Linked DNA regions of Sus scrofa: region 1 is linked to region 2. The links are chromatin contacts, called in public Hi-C maps. All regions are on one chromosome and are shown on one strand. Each heading gives the region's core, a stretch centred on a gene start, on an enhancer-like site or on the middle of the called end of the contact. The rest is flanking DNA. Distances are from core to core; before and after follow the strand shown.

Evidence for each region. A called contact is a pair of places that touch in the nucleus more often than the background predicts.
Region 1: a Hi-C map of skeletal muscle shows a contact between it and region 2, with 4 times the contacts expected there. The contact joins the promoter of MARF1 here to the promoter of FOPNL in region 2. A contact is called at or near these places in 1 of 47 Hi-C or Micro-C datasets (skeletal muscle) and 1 of 2 datasets of contacts at active chromatin or transcription factors (alveolar macrophages).

The regions. Positions count from the first base shown.
Region 1 is chr3:7,178,141-7,182,045 of Sscrofa11.1, reverse strand. It overlaps MARF1 (meiosis arrest female protein 1), which reads right to left and starts at 1,284. Exons shown (of 29, transcript XM_021086172.1): 1 at 1,160-1,284. LOC110259860 (a long non-coding RNA gene) reads left to right here and starts at 1,412. Exons shown (of 2, transcript XR_002342264.1): 1 at 1,412-1,984; 2 at 2,606-2,786.
Region 2 is chr3:6,975,185-6,979,007 of Sscrofa11.1, reverse strand. It overlaps FOPNL (lisH domain-containing protein FOPNL), which reads right to left and starts at 1,813. Exons shown (of 5, transcript XM_003361820.3): 1 at 1,729-1,813. The coding sequence starts at 1,756.

The DNA of each region.
Region 1 (3,905 bases), core at 35-2,534, 200 kb before region 2:
TGAGTGGCAGTCTCACTTCTGCCATGATATCTCAGAGTCTTTGAGCAATTCAGAACGTGGATGAGCGCACAGACTGTGATGTCAGACTGTCTTCATCCTCCTAATAATCCCAATTCTGCTGCTTCCTCTCTGTACAGCTTTGGACAACACACAGCATGTCTGAACCGCAAATACCATCTGTAAAATGGGCCTGATAATAGTAGTAACAACTTCAGAGGTTTGTTGTTGGTATTAAATGAGACAGTCAAAGTAGCAGTGGCCTTCTCTCAACACCTGATCTAGTCCTCAACACCACACATGGCTCCATCCCATTCCTGGTTTCTTTTATTGTTCTCTTTCATAGCTCTTCTACCTAAAATTATCTTCCTTGCTTGCTTTTTTGTTATATAAAAATATAAAATATTTAAATATTTTAAATATAAACTCCAAGACAGCACTGACCATGTTTTCTTATTCATTACTGTATTCTCTGTGTCTGGCATATATCAATTATTGTTGAATGAAGAGTTAAATAAATGTCTACGAAGATCCTTTAGGTTTCAATTTACTTGCATGCAAAACATATTTCCGTTCAGAGATGTCGGAAATTCCAAAAGATGTAACCGGAAAGCTCTAGGTAATACCAGAAAAGTAACAGGAAAACTCTAAAAGGTCTATCACAGTGTCGCAATACAATTTGTGGGAGTGGCTCAGGCCAAAAGGCAACTCAATACTCTCGGTCTAGCCAGAGGCTACACCCTAGGCAGTGCTCACAGACCAAGGAGAATGCAAAACGCTAGAGCAGGTTACAAAAACCCCAGCCCTTTTCTTCCTCTCTTAAACTTGCACTGTACACACTCCTCTAGAAGGCTTGCTCTCCACACCTGGATGGCCCCGTAGGGAGCAGAGAAACAAGTGTGGGCAGGTAGCCAAACACCCTCAAAGGGCAGCAGCAGCGCTGCAATGACAGTCGTAAACTAACCTGAAAAGGAGACAACTGAACCTTTAGCGGGGGCCTGAACGGTGGGTACCAGTCCTTCCCCTCGGGACTAGCTAGCCTCCCCCACCCCCGCCCGCAAGAAGCAGGAGAAGGAGGGGACACTCTCCCCCTCTCCAGCCTGGTGGCCCCAGAGCAATGGGAGCGTCGGGAACTAGCTCCCAGAGCTGCCAGCAAACTCACCTCAGCCGCCGGCTCCACCTCCGCTCACATTCCGGCCCCGCCGCCTTCCCCCCCGCCCCCCCCAAGCCCTTTGTTTTGATTCCCGACTCCGCAGCTCCCGCCGCCGCCGCCAAGCGCACCCTCCACTTCCGCTTCCGCACCGCACCGCCCCTGTCGCAAAACCGACGCCCTTCTCACCCCTGGCTCCGCCCCTTCCTCCGCCCCTCCCCCGCCGCCGAGTCCTCCCCGCGCGGGGCGTGCTGGGAACCTCGGGGGGGGCGGGGCCTCGCGGCCCTGCAGCCTCGTCAGGCTCAGTCCCCTCCCGATAAACCCCTAAATAGGGACCTTCCCAGGGGGCGACCCAGGCTTTTTTGGCAAAAACCCTCAACTTAAGGAGGCCTTGCCCCTGGCTTATCGTAGTGGAGTGGAAAGGAACCTGAAAGCGGAGAATTGGGGAGCTTGTGAAGCGGTACGGGGGAAAAAACCTGCTAACCGGGATTTGATACCGTTCAGCTCCTTTGGCCTTTGACGGAAAGCGATTTAAAAGGGATTTCAATGAAAAACTCGATCGTTTTGGCTTTTGTTTTCTCTTACCCGCTCTTGTCACGTGATGATTCTACCTTTTTTTTTTTTTTAATGAAATGATGCATATTTGCCACAGTATCCTTGATCTAGTGCAGCCTAGTGGCGAGCGGAGAAAAAAATAACTTCCGACTGGGCTGCCAGCGAAGTCATTCGGGCCAGCAGGGCTCCTCGCGAAGCTGCGATCCATCTGGCGAAGATAATAAAGCGTGTGCCAAGACTAAGTTGGATTTTGTCACCAATTAAGAGGTCCTCGTGACTTCAGTAAGAAAATGTACTTTTTTAAAGCCCTGATCCAAAGCTCAGTACAAATAAGTACAAATTTTCCAGTGACCGATTGGGCGGGCAAAAAAAGGAGACTTTAGTTGCAAAAGCTTTGTGAAGGCAGTGACAGCTTGTGGTTTTGGTGGCTAACTATGCCAATTTTTTTTTGTTCGTTTTGGGTTTTTGTTTTGCTTTTTTTTGTTTGTGTGTGTGTGTGTGTGTATTTTGCTTCACAATCTTTTTACTTGAAATTAAAAAAAAATTAAGTAGGCACATCACAAACTGCCAGCTGCTCACTATTTCCTGTTGTAAAATAGGAGAAAAAGCACACATTTAATCTAGACATAGTTTAGGATGCGTTGGCTGGCTTAATTGATGAAGTTTGTTGAGAAACAGGTTAACTTCGCCAAAGGATCAGTAAGTAAAAATGGCCCAAAGAGAACTTTCTTCCCCCTGTAGTTCATAATGTGAGGCAATTTCATTAGGCAATCCACATTGAGTGGGGGAGGTTTCAGGGGAAGCTAATACACCTCTGTAGACATTGTTGAAGACAGGTACTGTGGAGGGCAAGGTCAAACATGCAGCTAAAAAAATCCTTTGTGTTTGTATTCCATTTTCCAGAAATCAGATGACAAGTCCACACATCATCTGCCTGCTTAGGTATTTATTACTGCTGAGTAAATCTTCATTGTGTCTCTGTGTGGGTAGTATTCGCCAAATGGGAATTAGAACAGATGAAAAACAACCCTGTTTCTAGTGTTTTGTTTTTTTCAGATTACCAAAAATATATATACTTTTCTTTAGAGGTGTTTTTCTCCTTTTCATTCTGGTTGAGTACCTCTGAACACAGATAGTATTAACCAAAAATATAAAAAGGAAACACAGTAATCGTGGATGTTTTATTGCTTTTTAAAAAAGGTTTCGGCGTTCCCTTCGTGGCACAGTGTAAACGAATCTGACTAGGAAAATTGTGGGCTCGATCCCTAGCCTTGCTCATCGGGTTAAGGATCAGGCGTGGCCGTGAGCTGTGGTGTAGGTTGCAGACTTGGCTCATCTGATGTTGCCGTGGCTGTGGCACAGTCCAGCACCTGTAGCTCTGATTCAGTCCCTAGCCTGAGAACTTAGATAAGCCGCTGGTGCGGGCCTAAAAAAAAAAAAGACTTAGGCCATAAAGAGCAGACACATTTTGTTTGGCATTGCTTGGCATTCTTCAAGCCCAGAACTGTGTCTGGTGTCAATAGGTAAATGTATTAAATAAAAACAAATCAGGCATACTATATGGAAGACTAATGGAAAGTCTGAATTACAAATAGCTTTTTAATGACATACATTTTTATTCTTTTCTGTAGAAAACTAGCTTAAGCAGAGTATACCAGCTTTTGCAAACATACAATTATAAATCAAACGACAATTTGATACTCGGGAAAGGGTGTTTTAACATTTTACTTAAGATATATTTTCTTGGAGTTCCCCTGGTGGCTCAGTGGTTAACGAATCCGACTAGGAACCATGAGGCTGAGGGTTCAATCCCTGGCTTCCCTCAATCGGTTAGGGATCCGGCATTGCCGTGAGCTGTGGTGTAGGTCTCAGACGCGGCTCGGATCTGGTGTTGCTGTAGCTGTGGTGTAGGCCGGTGGCTACAGCTCCGACTGGACCCCTAGCCTGGGAACCTCCATGTGCCATGGGTGTGGCCCTAGAAAAGACAAAAAAAAAAAAAATTTTTTTTTCTTGAGTATAGCCTCTATTAATCTTATTCCTTTTTCTTTGTTGGGCAAACGCTTTCATTAGAAAATAATACTGGGAGTTCCCATTGTGGCTTAGCAGATTAAGAACCCAACTAGTATCCATGAGGATGTGGATTAGATCCCTGGCCTCGCTCAGTGGGTTAAGGATCCAGTGTTGCCGTGAGCTGCAGTGTAGG
Region 2 (3,823 bases), core at 564-3,063:
GGCTCTACCTCTGAGAGGAGGAACCAAGGAAAGTGGAAAAATGTGAGGTGAAAGTGCTTTAAAAAGGTACAAATGAAAATGCAAACATTTTCACTGGGTTTCTCTTGAACGCTAAACACATTCATTGCTGTACAACAGAAACTGGCACAACACTGTAAATCGACTATAATTTTTTAAAAAAAGTAAAAATAAATAAAGCTTAAAAAACAAAAAACCCACCAGAAGTTCCCATTGTGGCTCAGGGGAAACAAATCTGACTAGCATCCATTAGGACATAGGTTCAGTCCCCGGCCTCGCTCAGTGGGTTAAGGATCTAGCCTTGTGGTGAGCTGTGGTGTAGGTCAGATATGGCTCAGATCCTGCATTGCTGTGGCTGTGGTGTAGGCCAGTGGCTACAGCTCCGATTCAACCCCTAGCCTGGGAACCTCCATATGCCGCAGGTTTGGCCCTAAAAAGATTAAAAAACGAAAATAAAACCCACCAAAAAACACATTCAGAACCTTGGAATGCAGAAAAAAAACCCATAAAGGGCTCCTTACATCCATGCAGGACATCCCTGGTCCCCAGAGAGGTTTGGGGTTCCAAATTACCCTGACCTTCTCTGTTATCACGTTTATTATGACACATGTACCATAACAAGGTCTTTAGGAAGAGGTTCTTAACCTGGCTTAAATCCTTGGAAGCTGCATGCACTATTAGAGGTGATCTTTGTTTCCTGGGGGAGGGTTCACCAATTCCTGGGAAGTCTATCCTTGTGGATAGGGGTACTTCTTTTTATTGATGGTTCACCAGCTCAGGGCTGCAAATATACATTACTCTCAATAGTTCCTGAATCATATTCTCAAATCATACCCTCCACGCCAAATCTCTAACAATTACTCATTGAGAGTCTAGATTCCCTGAAGACTGGAATTGGTTTGACTAGCCAGGCAGCAACAGCATTCAGGAATTAAGGCCTGCAGACCTGGGGCAGCATCTCTAGATTCTCACTCTCTGCTGCTTTCTAGCTAAATTACTCTGGAGGAGCTGTTTCACTTCTCAGCACCTCCATCTCCTAATCTCTGAAATGGGCATAGGGTTGTTACACGGAATCAATTCACTAAAGTTGGGCAGTGCCTGACCCAGAAAGCTCCATCATAATAACTATAATTATTACTACCTGTCTGGATATCGATGTCAAAATTAACAGTGCACCAACGTTCGGAGCTTAAGCATACCAACAGTTGTGGAACTTTTCCCAGAAAGACTGGACAATGGCCAGCCCAGGCATCATTCTACTTCCAGTTTTTCCCAATGGAAACTCGGGACCTACCTCGCAGGGGGTTGTAAGGATTCAGGGAGATAACCACGAAAATGGTTTAGGATTGTGTTTAGGTTTGTAATCATCAACCGAGAGGGAAAGGTCAGGCCCAAGGCCTCGCCCCTGAAAGGATCCAGAAGGATGCGCCAGAGCCCCCAGATGCAGGACTGCAAGCCTCTCAGGTACCTGTGGATCCTGGCTCTCCTCCAGCTCAAAGCCGCTTCAAAAACTGCCCCTGTGCCACCACATCCCTCCAGGGCCCTCGCCCAGCGGGCCACCACATCCGCCGGACGCAACGCAGGCCCCGATGCTACAGAACGACCCCCGGAAGGGCTGACTCTAGTGTTCCGCCCCCTCTTTTCGTCCCATCCTTTTCACAGGCTGAAGGCCGACGCGTCTCACTCGGAAAGCCTCCTATTTGCACTCACCAGCCTTCAGCTCGGCGACAGTCGCCATTTTTCAACGGCCGCCAGGGGCGCGCCTCGGCCGTGCGCGTGCGCAGCTCCGCCCGGCTCCGCGGCATGGTCTGCAGCCAATAGGCGCGCTGCTCTGGCCGCTCCCAGTCCCGCCCCTCTCCGTTTATGCCCTCCGTGGTTGGGTGGGTGGTGACGGTCCAGAGAGACCCCACCAATCAAGGAGGAGGGAGGGGAAGCCGGAACAGAGGCACCTGAGCCGCCCGAAGTGCTTGTCGTTGCTAGTTAACCTGTATTAAGCCTGGGGTTCTCAAATTTAGCTTGCGTCAGAATCACCTGGAAGAGTTCTTAAAACAGATTGCCGTGCCCACCCCTGGAGTTTCTGGCTCAGTAAATCTGGGTTGAGGTTCTGAGAATTGCATTTCTAACAGGTTCCTAGATGCTGCTGATGCTGCTGGTCTTGGGGATCATACCTTGAGAACCACTGTATTAAGAACTAGCTATGAGTCTGACACCGTGCTGAGTGCTTTACACGCTTTAGCTCTTTCGTTTCTCTATTATCACAACATTTTACAAAGGAGGAAAGTCTTTTGAGTTCTGGAAAACTGAAGGGGCTTAACCAAGATCATCAGCAAAGGGTGGATGTGAGATTTGAATCCAGGTTTTTTCAAAGCATGTTCCCTCCACTGGCTCTTAATACTGGGCAGTGCACATAGGGAGTCCAAGAGCTATTTGTGGAGATTATTGATGAATGAATAAGCTCTAGGCGTTCCCACTGGGTCACAGCGGGTTAATGATCAAGCTGTCTCTGTGGAGGCCCCTGTGGGCAGTAGGTTAAGGATCCTGAATTGCTGCAGCTGTGGCGTAGGTTGCTGCTCCTGCTTTGGCCGGACAAATGCTGCAGGGCAGCCAAAAAAGAAGAAAGGAAAAAAAAAAAAAAAAGGAAAAAAAGGAATTCCCGTCGTGACTCAGTGGTTAACAAGTTCAACTAGGAACCATGAGGTTGCGGGTTTGGTCCCTGGCCTTGCTCAGTGGGTTAAGGATCTGGCGTTGCCCTGAGCTGTGCTATAGGTTGCAGACGCAGCTGGGATCCTGCGTTGCTATGGCTCTGGCTTAGGCTGGCGGCTACAGCTCCGACTTGACCCCTAGCCTGGGAACCTCCACATGCCGCAGGAGTGGCTCTAGAAATGGCAAAAAAAAAAAAAAAAGCTCTAGTACGCCAAGGAAATGAAAAAGGAACACGGAAATAATGTACTCCAAACTGCGTGTGAGGTTCTATGATTCCAGTCGTACTGCCAGGAAGGCCAACATTTGTGACCTAGAACAGTGCCCTTTAAACTACTAGTCTTAACCCAATAGTACATTTTGAAATCCATTTATTAGTATATCCCAATGAACATATTTTCAATGAAATGGAATGCAATGAAGTATTGTTTTGAAATGTTTGTTTCTGGTATATACGTGTGTTCTAGTTCCCGGTGTATTTCTTAAAGACAATGGTAGTAAAAAAAAAAAAAAAAAAAAAAAAGAGCTTGACAGGAATTCCCCTTGCCGGTTAAGAACCTGACATAGTGTCTGTGAGGATTCGGGTTCGATCCTTGGGCTTGCTTGGTGGATTAAGGATCTGGCATCGCTGCAAGCTGTGGAGCAGGTCACAGATGCAGCTCAGATCCAGCATCGTTGTGGCTGCCGTGTAGGCCAGCAGCTGCAGCTCTGATTCAACCCCTAGCCTGGGAACGTCCATATGCTGCAGATGCAGCCATTAAAAAAAGGAATCCATTCCTGTACCTAACTAGATTCATTTTCATCTTGTGGGACACGGATCTGTTGTGTGACCTTAGGAAGATCCTATCCTGTCATACCTTCCTATTCTGTGAAACCCATGGTGCCTGAAATCCTGGCCAACATCTAAAGTTATAAAGATTAACTAAATTCCATAAGTAGAATGTTTGAGTTCTTCCAAGAAAAGCATTCCTGAATATCCTGATGAGGAACTCAGAGAGAAAGGCAAATAATAATGATTTATAGTGGGAATCATACAATAACCAAGAGCCACTATGTGGCGGACGTTGCTCTAAAAGCTTTACTTTAAGCCCTCACCAACAACCCT